Linked DNA regions of Anas platyrhynchos: region 2 is linked to region 1. A link is a contact called in public Hi-C data. All regions are on one chromosome and are shown on one strand. Each heading gives the region's core, a stretch centred on a gene start, on an enhancer-like site or on the middle of the called end of the contact. The rest is flanking DNA. Distances are from core to core; before and after follow the strand shown. Region 1 holds the start of MAP3K5 (mitogen-activated protein kinase kinase kinase 5). Region 2 holds the start of BCLAF1 (BCL2 associated transcription factor 1).

What was found. Hi-C and Micro-C count contacts between places; a contact is called where the count stands out from the background.
Region 2: a Hi-C map of subcutaneous adipose tissue shows a contact between it and region 1, with 2.7 times the contacts expected there. The contact joins the promoter of BCLAF1 here to the promoter of MAP3K5 in region 1. A contact is called at or near these places in 2 of 8 Hi-C or Micro-C datasets (liver and subcutaneous adipose tissue).

The regions. Positions count from the first base shown.
Region 1 is chr3:60,542,295-60,548,588 of IASCAAS_PekinDuck_T2T, reverse strand. It overlaps MAP3K5 (mitogen-activated protein kinase kinase kinase 5), which reads right to left and starts at 3,588. Exons shown (of 30, transcript XM_027454464.3): 1 at 3,061-3,588. The coding sequence starts at 3,445.
Region 2 is chr3:60,785,155-60,791,013 of IASCAAS_PekinDuck_T2T, reverse strand. It overlaps BCLAF1 (BCL2 associated transcription factor 1), which reads right to left and starts at 1,728. Exons shown (of 13, transcript XM_027454478.2): 1 at 1,639-1,728.

The sequences.
Region 1 (6,294 bases), core at 2,339-4,838:
GCATTAATTATCCCAGCTTGGACACTTGTACGCTACTTGTTTTGCTAGTCAGCCGAACACTCACCCCTAACTTACCCTGCACTTTAAAATTGATGCAATTTCTAAAAGCGTCAGATTACGAGTCACATGAAACATTTCTGTCAACTTGGCAAAAAATCTGCCTCAACCTAAAAGTCTCTGTGAAGAATTCACCTCAATTTAGAGCACCTTCCTCTCCTGAAGGGCTGACCCAGATTACTGATTCATGTCAGTTTTTCCTTTTATATTTGTTCCTTTTTTTTTTTTTTAAAAAAAGGACACTGTTCAGCTAGCCCTGGATGCATTTGTGTAACACTAAATGACCAGTTAAGGATCTGTACAATAAGCAAATCAGCTTAATTACAGTTGCCTACAAAACAAATGAAAAAAAATGAATTGCTTAACCAAAGAAACTAAGTAATCTATACTCATTTATGGCTCCGTTTAAAAAAAATAAAAACAGGATATGAATATCAAGTCATTATAATGTGGAAAAAGTATCCTTTAATAGTAATGTATTTCAACTTTCAGAACACAGCACTGCAGATAGGCTTCTCTACTGTATTTTGGTATTTTGGCATCTCTCTGACTCTTTAAACATTCTTGAACTGTTTAGAAATTATGCTGGATTTCAGAGACCTGTAATTGAACTGCAAGAACTCAACACAGCTGAGAAAAAAATATTGTCTTCATGGAAAAAAACAGCTCCTGAGACAGCTGGCCAACCCCATATACATTGGGTTCTGCAAGAAATCGGACTGATTTTTCCCTTTTTCACCTTACTCCTTCTAAGTGGTGGGAAAAGTATGAAATGTTCCAACAGTTACTAAGGCTGATTCCACACTTGCTTCTCATGAGGCTTTTTTTTTTTTTTTTTTTTAAATCAAACAGACTTTAAATCATGCACGACAAAGTGCTAGAATAGGCTATTTCTTAATATTTGGTGCTTGAATGGTTCCATTATACTTAGCTAGGACCTACTCACTGTTCATATGTATTTCTAATTATGTCTCAGCATTTAAGCACCATCACTTGACAGAAGCCAGCTGAAGAAGATTATTAGCAGGCTAATCCAAATTTAGACAGGATGATGAGTATTTACATCTGAGATTAGATTTTCTTTTATTTAATACTTCCCAAAGTTCTCTTTGGAGCAGTGAAAGGTATGAAGTGAGCCATCAGAGATCACCAGGAGTTCAGACTACATTATGCAAAGCACAAAGAAGACATTAGGGAAGGGAAGGCTTGATAATGGGCAGATAAAGTTGTACTGCATCTACTGCCTCTCTCCCCCTCCCCCAAATCCCAGTTCATTTGTACACACTTCAAGAGTTGAGAGATTTGTTGCTTTTATCTCATTCAAACACAGTAATACGCTCCATCACATCATTCCTTACTCTCATGACTTAATTGCCCCTAACACTGAGTCTAGGTAAGACTCAGTACCTTGAATGAAACCAATTAACCATTACGTAAATTGGAAGTCATTTTACTGTTAAAATATTACTTATGTTCAGCCATGCTGTACTACTGTAATGTACTACAGTTTTTTAAATAGTGGAGTGTGCAGATAATTCTTTACCTTATCACTAGCATCTTTAATCACTGAAAGCACATAGCAAGATAGAGAACGAGAGGGGATACTGGGAAGGAGTTTATATTTGCCATCTACAAATGCTTCCTTTCCACCCCAGTGGAAGGAAGACAACTGAAACAGAAAACAAACTGTGGAATAAATACACCCTTCGTGACCATGTCAATTTTGTTCCCTACACTGCTCCCCGTTTGCATTTTTCAGCTTACACAGCTTCTACTCTTCAATGCTTTTCTGTTCCTAACCTGGGAGCCATAATTTTTTTTTTTTTTTCAGAAATTTTCAGCCAGTAGAACAACTAGTTCTTAAAAATATATATTGGATGCAGAAACGTGAAAACCCACAGACCCTTCCAGACTTAAGTTCCAGCCTCACAGCCAACACCACAACATAGCTTTTAGGCAGCAGCTCTCACAGCACAGAACAGATCGTGAGCAGACAAACTTCTATGTCCTGCTCTTTGCAGCACAGTTTGCTCAAAACCCATCGAAATAAGAAATGTTATATTACATAAGCGTGCAGTTATGTAGTGCTAGACGCCAGACGCCTACTGCCAGAATTAGAAGGGGCCCACTTCAAGTCAAATCTCCCATTACAAGAAAAGCCTTTGTGAACTATGGAGACCCCGCCTATTGCACAGACCAGTCCGAAAATTAATGAACAAGAGGCACACGAACATCACAGATAATTCAGCTCTGTGAGCCTCACTAGGATACACCTTCGAATGAGACTCTCAGGTTGTACCTGTCCTACAGTTAAGAGGTACTGAAGCTCCTAAAATTTTTAAGTCTCTCTTACCAGTCACGTGGAGAGTATGGGCTCTATAATGAAGCTCTGTGCCCTTCCTATTTCTGTCTGTGAGCACAGCTCCTCTGAAATTTTGGGAACACCACCTCTAAGGCCAGATCTCTAAGAACTGCAGGGTCTGACATGCCCATGGCTGCGGAGCCATCCAGCTCAGGGACCTGGAAGCAGCAGCCCTCGAAGCAAAGCATTTGCTGTTTCAGATAGATGACATGCGCATGCATGTCCATGCTGCTGAGTCTTGTGTGGACAGGGCAGACAGTCCAGATATTTATTTTATTATTTTTTTTCCTCTTCCACAGGAGAGGAGACAGCTACAGCCAAAACTTTTTAAACGCTCACTTGCCAAAGTGTTGCATGCACGTAAAGGCAATCCATAAAATAAGTTTAGAGTTGCAGGTCAAATCAAATCCCTGTCGGTAAGTTTTTAGGTGGCACAGAGACCCTAACGTAGCGCTGCAACTTTAGCTTTATGAAGTCTTCACCGGCCTGGTGAGCGTGGGTCTTAATTCTAAGTGTACAACACGCATCTGTTAATAACAATTAAGAAGAAAGGTATTCAGGAGAAACTTTCTGGCTGCTGTTTGTAAGCACGGGCCATCCCTGTGTCCCTCCATCCCTGTATCCCCGCGGCCCCCTCTCACCGGCGTTGTAGAAGCGGTCGAGCACGGCGGTCTCGCCGAAGTCCAGCTTGCCGAAGTGCAGCGTCTCCAGCGTGGCGCCCACCGCCTCGCACGCCTCCCGCAGGCTCTGCAGGGCGCCGCTCTCGGCCGCCAGCAGCGGCCCCTGGCTGGCCTCGTTGATCACGTAGGTGACCGCCGTCCGACGCCCGCCGCCCTTGGCTCTCGCCGCGATGCCACCGCCGCCGCCGCCGGCCCCGTCGTCGCCCCAGGGCTCGGGCTGGAGGCTGCGGGCGCCGCCGTCGGTCCCCTGCCCCCGCCGGCCGAGCCCCTCCTCGCCGCCGCCGCCGCCGCCGGGGGGGGGCCCGGGCAGCGAGAAGCTGACGGTCCCCTCGCCGCCGTCGCTCATCCCTGCGGAGCCGCCACCGCCGCTGCCCGGGGCTCGGGGCTCCCCCGCGGGGCTAGCGGGGGCTGCCGGAGCCCAGGGGGCGAGCGCCGGCGCCCGCCTCCGGCACCATCGCTTCCCCCGGGCACCCGCGGGGCCACGCGGCGAGCCGGCCCCCGGCAGGCAGCAACAACAGCAACAGCAGCAGCAACAGCAGCAGCAGCAGCAGCCGCCCTCCCCTCCGCCTTCCTCCTCGCCGCCCCGCAGAGCTCCCCGGCTCGCTGCTTCTGCCCCCGGACCCACTCGCGGCAGGGCTCTCCCCGGCGGCAGCCGCACGGCGACGGGCGGCCAGCGGGGGCGGCCCCAGCGCCGCGCTCCGCCCTCCGGGGCCGGCCCAGAGCCGCCCGCTGCTGCCCGGGGGCGGCCCCTCGGGGCTGGGGCTCGGCGCTTCACGGCTGGGGTTGGTGGTGGGGTGGCCGTCGAGGGAGAGAGGGCCTGTGAGGGGGGCGTGTGGAGTGAGGTGTAGTGAGAGCTCTGCGCTGCTCCTGGACCAAAACAGAAGAATGAAATCGCTTGCTTTGCTCATTTGTTTATTGGATCAGGGATTCTATTAAGTAGGTACAGGAGAAATGTAAAAGCTTTTGGATCACCCAGGTTGGACATGGTATTCAAGATGATCACGTCCATCAGCATGGCCTACTGAGTGCCACCCCCAAACCACAGCCCCTAGTCCCACAGCTTTTAAATACCTCCAGGGATGGCGACTCCCCCACCTCCCTGGGCAGCCCATTCCAACACCGAACCACCCCTTCCATGAAGAAATAATTCCTGATCCCTAATCTAACCCCCCCCTGGTGCAACCTGAGGCTGTTTTCTCGTGTCATATCACTTGTTGCTTGAGACGAGACACTGACACCCTCCTCACTGCAACCAACCAACACCACCCTTGCTGCACCATGCAGCAAAACAGCCCTCTATGTATTCCGAATTATGTTAATATGGCATATCAATAGGTCCATCCTATTACAATTGATTTTGCGGAGGCAGATCAACTTGCTGGCACTAAGCCTGTTCCTATACCACTGTTTTCCATGACTGCTGTAGGAAGAGGATAAATTCTGGAATAATCAAGAAAAATTAGTCACTGTGGTACCTTCAGTAGCCCTGCTTGTATTTGCGTTGATCAGTCCCCATTTTCAATGAGATATGCCTGGCATTTGCTTCTGCTGATAAGGAATGGGTAAATGGGGTGGGAAGATGACGAGCAAACGAAAGACTAATTTACAGGGGAAAGTTAATATTTGCTAATCTGCAATATACAGTAGGTTATTGTTTCTTGCTACAGTCAGAATGGCAATCAGTGTTTTCCTAAATAAAGCAGTTTTCCACAAAACACAGAATCAGTGTTAATCCATTCAGCGCTGCAGTTACATCACCTTACAGGAAGCAAGAACAATATGTCTCTGTTGTTCTCTAGAACAACCCATGTTTGTCAAGTGCAGAAGGAAGTCCCGGGCTGAAAGAAGACGGAAGAAGCATGCTATTCTACTTAGCCTTGCTGCCTTGCGAGGCCTGCTTCATTATTAGCACTGTGTCCACTCCAAATTCAAGACAGTTGTTCTATTGATTTGACTGGGAGTGAGGGAGGGCCCTAAACTGAAAATAAATAAAGTAACAAAAATGCAGATTAATCTGGAATAACCCACAGAAATTGTCCGTCTGTTTATACAGGAAAAGCATATCTCTTAATCTGTTAACTCTTCGAAGTGAGCAATCGGGTTTTCAGGAGTTCTTCTGTATCAATCTTTGAATAAACAATGATGATAATCATTCAAAGTTTATTTATATTTTTTAATCAGCATAATATCCCATTTATTATCAGAAATATGCATACCTTGTTACTCAAGTGTTGTGCAATTAACATCTTTAGCACCAGATGGCTTGCATATAATTACAATCCAGTATCACCCTGTTCCTGCTCTGCTTGTTGCAAGGACGAGAACTTGCAACAAGTAGTTAGCTGTAAATTTGTTGAAATATTTCCCTCTCTTCCTTCCATGTTTTTATGGCTATACAACATTGGTCTCTAGATTTAAACAATTATAGTTCTAAAACTATATCCCAGAATAAAACTATATCCCAAGAACTTTCCAGTCTTATCAGTTGTAAATATAAATGCAATTTTTGTGAAAAAACATCACGTCAGATGCCAAAGACTTGATCAAGCTATTCAAACTAGTGTTAACAAGATCCAAGACAAAAAAAAAAAAAAAAAAAAAAAAAAAAAAAAAAATGGTAATTCCAATGTAAGCATTTTGATTTAGAGAAATGAAATCTGAAGTCTATGTGCAATTTTCAGAACTCTGTCCAGGTTATTTATATATTTTTCATGTATTCTGGGCATCAGTGTCCAGTTCAGGGAGAAAAAATATTCAAGACTAACTCTGCATTTCGAAATTTCTTGATACTATTGGAGATGGATAGAATGGACCAAAATACATTGCTATAGGAATTTGCAAAAGTAAGATCCAGTATGCTTCAATTATGGGTGTAAATAAATAAATAAATAAAGGAAACTTGCAGATACAAAAATCCAAATGGGATCTCAAAAGGACATAAAATAATCCTTTTTTTCCATGAACTTTAGTCCAGAACTCTTACAAGCAAATAGAAGTGGTTAAACTGAAGTTAAAAAATAATAAAATAATTTTTTTCCTAATAATTATCATAAAAAAGTTGGACTAAGCCTATCCCTGTAGACAATCAGAAGCAGCCTTTATATTCAATATAGAAAAGGCAGGGCTTCGTTATGGGGGAGTCAGCTGCCGATCTTTAAAAATGATAGCTCTATGATTAAGATAAACATTTCGAGC
Region 2 (5,859 bases), core at 479-2,978, 240 kb before region 1:
AAGCACTCCAAGTTTTCTGCATCCCCAATGGCAACAGGAGCTTTTCCCCCGTACGTGTCCCTGAGAAAGACACCCTCAGCTACAGCCTTCAGCCGTGGCACTGCTGTTAGAGCCAGGCCCACAGAAGCCTTGCTCAAGCTGCAGAGTCCGTCGGTGCTCAGGAGAGGCCGTCACTGTCGAAGTACTGCTACATGTAAGGCACCAAACCTCTTCCTGCCATTCAGCTCTCTCTGCCTGTCATTCAGCGCCAGAAGGGATGAGTAGGAGGAAGCAACTCCTACCCTCCCCGCCACAAGAAGCTGCCTGCGTGAAGCGCACCTCTAAGCCAGGGGCTTTGCCCCTTCTCATTTAGCCCCCTTTTGTCTAGGCTAATGTGAGGGGAAAGAGAAGGGAGGAAGGGAAAGACAACAGCATTTTCCCGGAGCCCCGCGCTCGCCATCGGTCCCTGCCCACGCCGAGCGCAGCGGTTCCGGGGGCCGGTTTGATACACTGACACTAAACCAACCATTACTCAACCCCAACTCCTTTGTTTTGCATGCCCCTGGGTCCTCCGGCAGTAAAACCTAACAGCCACGGCCAGGGCCAAACTTTGATCCTGGAGACAAACAGGCGGCGAGACGCAGCGCCTTAACAGAGGATCGCTCCCACAGGCTGAAGAAAAAAAAGATATATATACCTTTTTTTTTGTTTTGTTTTGTTTGGGTCAGAAAACCGAAGATTTGCGAGAGGCAGGCAGCAAACAAAGGGCAGGGCGCTGCGCAGGCTGCCGAGCACGCCCCGGGACGGCGCAGGCCCCTCTGGCAAGGGGCTCCCCCCCAACACACCTCCCCCCAAAACCCGGGCCCCGGCCCCACACGGACCCCCACACACACACACCCCCCTCAGAGCGCTCCTGCCTCACGGGGTGGGGGGGGGGGGCGATGGGGCCGCCCCCTGCCCTGCCCTGCCCTGCCCTCCCCTCACCCCCCAGCCCCCAGCTCTACCTTGGGGGCTCCCGGGGGGGCTCCGGCACGGGACGAGGCCGCCGGGGCCCGGCGGGGGCCGCCTCAGGGCGCTGAGGGCCGGGCCCGGCCCCTCCTCACTGAGCGCTGAGGGGGGGGGGGGGGGCGGGAAATGGCTGCGGCGCGCGGAGGTCACGCGGCGGGGGGGGGGGGGGGGAAGGGCGGGGCGCGTGCACGGCAAGGGGGGGGGGGGCGCCTCGGGAGCCCCTCAGCGCGGCCTCCTCCCCTCCCGGTGCGGGTCCCGGTGCCGGTGCTCACCCGCCGGCCGCGCGGCGTCACGGCAGCCCGCCCGCCATCTCCCGTCTGGGCGGAGGAGGAGGGGGAGGAGGCGGGAGCGAGGCACCATCGGCAGCGAGGGGAGGGGGGGTGAAGGGGGGGACCGCGGCCGCGCCCCGCGTCACATCCGCTCAGGGGCTGAGGGAGGAGGGCAGCGGGACGCCCGCCCCGCCCGCCGCCATCTTGGTTGTGGGTAGCCGGCCGCAAGGAAGATGGCGGGCGGCGGGGCGGAGCGGGGGGGGGGTGCGCTGCTGGCGCTGCCCGGCCCTGCCTGCTCCTCTCCCCTCCTGCCCTGCTCTGTGCCTTGTCCCCCGCCGAGCCCCGCTCGGCCGCCGGCTTTCCCCTCACGCCGCGGGGTTACCTGCCGGGCCGGGAGCGCGGCCATCCAGCGGCATCGGCACCCGGCGCAGCAGCGCTGCAGCCGCTGTGCGGCGGGCCCCGGGACTGCGCCTCAGGGCGCGCTGCCGCCGGGGGAGGGGGGAGCGGCACGCTGCCCGTGTGTTCTTAAAAAAACAGCATTCATGAGGCAGGACAGTACACAGAATCATAGAATCATTAACGTTGGAAAGACCTTCGAGACCATCTGGTCCAACCGTCACCCTGCCACCACTGTCACCCACTAGACCGTATCCCCAAGCACCACATCCAGCCTTTCCTTGAACACCCCCAAAAACTACACCACATACGTAAATAAATATGCATACATAAATATGAGCAGAAAGCAATGGATATGCAGTTTTTGCTGAGTTTTTAAATTCAGGGGACAATTACTTACAGGCAGACAAAACCAACCGATGGAGGAAAAGGGAATGGAAGATGCAAAGCAGACATAACCCAGTAATGGTGGTTTGCTCTTCTCCATGTAGAGAAAATAAAGCGCTGCTTACTTACACCTAACCTATATGTCTGTTTTATCAGTACAGTATATCATTTATTTTGGCTGCTAAGTACTTCATACATAGCTTTCTACGGAGGCAGCAACCGATGAATGGCCTGTGCCAGAACAAAAACACAGGGGATGTTTTCGTTAAGACCAGCTGCAATTAATTGATGAGCAGCCTGGTCTACACACAAGTTCCCTTCCTCCTTTTCCACTTTTTCCTCTACAAGGTAACTAACCTGTAACTCAAGTGCAGCCCATGTGCGACAGCTTTTGCTATACACAACAAAGAGACTGTTAATGTGGGAGTGCTTGACAATGAAATTGCAGGCTGCAGTCAGCTTGCTGGGGCTGGTGAGGCTTCCTGAATTCTTGTGGCTGCACACAGACACTTCTGAATGGCCCTGAAGACTTGTGTGACACTTGTGTCATTTCCCTTTGGTGAATTTGCATAGCAGCATACTAAGAGTTGGACTTGGTGATCCTTGCGGGGTCTTGCCATCTTGAGATATTCTATGATTCTCTCCCCTCGGTTTTCTGAGATGTGGGATAAATCTTATTGAGACAATTAGAAAGAGTGGTTACTTCTACTCTTCAGGTCTCCGTTGTATTTAAGACAGCATAATAAGGGTACAGAAGAAAAAATATATATTATAATATGATTTTTTTTTCAAATATATTTTAATTATTTCAACCGTATTTGCCTAATGACACATGGTGCACTTTTTTTCAAGCTTTGCTTACTGCCTTATTTTATCAGGAATTCGACATTTGGGCTGTAGGCTACACAATCCATAAGTGCAACAGCAGGACCCTTGCCTTGAAACACACCACACAAGTGTTTTTTGCAGGGTGTTGTTTATTAAACACAACCCAATGGCCTCAGGTCACCTCTGTTCTGCAAGCTTGTATATTTCTTCACGTACTTGACTCGCTGATTTTGAGTGGTAATTTCCTCACAACATTTCAGATGTTTATATGAAGTTTGATCAAATTTCCATGGTTTACAGACTCTATGGACACTTTTGACACTTTTGACATGTTTGTGGCACTGCCATCTGCAACAATTTGTTTCTGCCTTTTCTTTTAAAATCTATTTATATGTTAATTATCATAGCACATGGCAGTTCTGAGCATGATATAAGGTGCCACTTTATTTGAATATAGGAACAGTCCATAAAATTTACAATGAAGTATGAGGGTCAAGGCAACAAAAAAATAAAGGTAGACAGAGCCACAGGGTGGTACTGTGTCATCACTGGCCCAAGCAAAACTCTTGCTGGCTGTTATCACACATCCTCACTATTCAGTGAGTCAGCTGAGACTTGGACATCTCCTGAGCACTAACAGAAAGGATAAATATATGGGTAAGTCCACGGTTAATAGTTAGCAGTGAAATCTGAGCATCCGTCAGGGAATGCTGCTCTCAAGTGTTATGAAATGATAATGTAACCTCAAGTCCAAAGATTAGTTAAGAAGAGCAGAATGAGTCTTCATAAAATGGGAGCATAGACTTGCAAGTCTTGAGTGTTGGTCTGTTCCTTTACTTGCAGCCGTTACTGCACAATAGCGAATCACACCTAAATCAGCTTTCCTCTGATTAAAACTTTACTCAGTTTTACAGCCCCCTTGTGTAAATTTTGTTAAGCCAGGAGTGGGACAGGCTCGAGAGTGCTGTATAAAGGGGATGGTTCAGTAGATGGCACTCTGCCTCTGAGTCAAGATGAGCAAATTCCTCAGCTTTAATTCAGATTTAATGCAGGGAGAGCAACTTCCTTTATACACTACAGAAATTATAATGAATTCAAACAAAGCGCTGCCTAATGAAGAGACCCCTGGCAGTTTTTCACAAAACTTGATCTCTCGAGTCCTGGCATCAGGTTCCCTCCCTGTTTAAATTATTATAGTCACTTTCTGTTTAATCTGAATTTCTTCTGAAATCTTAACAGTGAATATCTATGTATGCACATATATATATATTATTTATTTCTTTTTAAGAGCTTAGTAGTAATGTAATTTACACATCAGAATCTGGGTTTAGAACTGTTTTGCTTGCTCGGCTATTTTTTCCTAATTCATTATTTTCTTTTGCTATTTTGTCAATGGTAAATCCAGTTCACGAACTTAATACCTGTGGTTTGTTGGTAGGTTTTGTTTTGTGTTATTTTGGAGCCACAACATTTCACATATCCATTTTTTCCTAGCAGTTGCACTGAGTTAGTACAAGTGAGGAGACCTTAACCTCAAGTACAGAGACAATAAAGACCTGCTAGGCACTAGGGGAGCCATGACCTTTTAAATCAAAATCAAGCCAAGATCTTACAGCTTTTCTGAATTGTACAGTGTTTTCCACAATCCCAGACAGAAGGGAGAAAGAAGAGTGAAAGAAACATGTACAAGACAAAGATTGCAATAAAAAATTATCTGGGCTAAATTCATAAAATTCAAAATTAGTTAGCTGAAATTTTAAAGTTTTGTATTCTTGAGTATTGTAAGTATATTCTTTCAATTTGCTGCTTTTTAAGCACTCCTCTCTTATCTATTTTCTGTCTAGTAACTGTATCTGTTAGCTATTTTCTTATTTGACTAGCACACTTTTCTCCATCCTTGCTTCGCTCCTAAGCTCCCTCAAAATCCTTTTTCCACAGATAGATTAAAATCACAGTGAAGTGGTAACAGTATTTCTAACATTTGGAGCCTGGACTGTCATTTTCTTCCTTTAAGAGGAGAGCATTTGCTAGCATAGCTCAAATAAAGGTGTTGGTCCCTGTTTTTTCCAGTATTCGTGTCAGTCTGAGGATTGTTTGGGCCTGTTAAAATGAAGAAGTGCTGTGTAATGTTTGAAAGAAGAGTACAAAAAAGTATTTGCATACATCCCCCCAGTGAGAGTCATTTTTGAGCTACTGAAGGTGCACCATTGGAAACTAGATAAAGGAATTCCCATTACCAGAAGTGTTTCAGGCAGTGAAATGAGTGCATTCTGCATGAGTGAAATGCTTGATGAGTTTAGTGATGGATAAATGTGGTTTTAGATTTTTCTTTCATAATTCAAAAGAAAACTGACCTGCCAGGGATATCGGATATCAGATGCTTAAGGGACTGTGCCCAAAACCAGTGTTTTCTGTTCCCTGCAGTGTAACTGCACATCGGGTAAAATGTTGGCCCAATGGAAGCACTCTGTTGAAAGTGCCGTTTAGTTACAGCATCCATCTATTGTTCGTCAAACAAATTAAACCTTCCAAATGTAGTTTATACAGAATTCCAACCAGTCTTCAAACAGTCAGGTTGCTGACCAAAAGCCTCTTTTGCTCACGAGTGAATGGAGGTGGGTTGGAGAGACTTGTTTTTAGCAATTCACAAAAGGATATAGATATATATTTTTTTTCCCTTTGGAAAAAGAATCAGGAGGCGGGCTGTGGGGCTTCTACTACTTAGAACACGTTTTTTACATGAGTAAAACCAAAAAGGTTAAACGCTGCTGTGGCACTACTAATTTTTCCCTTCTACTTCTGCAGTCTTGAGCTGACATTTGTTCAATCAGATAAAGAATCACATCTAGGTCATGCAACTGATCAAAAACATTAGGGTTCTGATTGCAACCTGAGCGTGTACAACAGCCACTGTGATTTTAAAGGAGGCTTGCAGGCTCGCAAACTAGCCTTCTAAACTTGCTTTCAAGTAGTGGTTTCAAACCAAAGACAA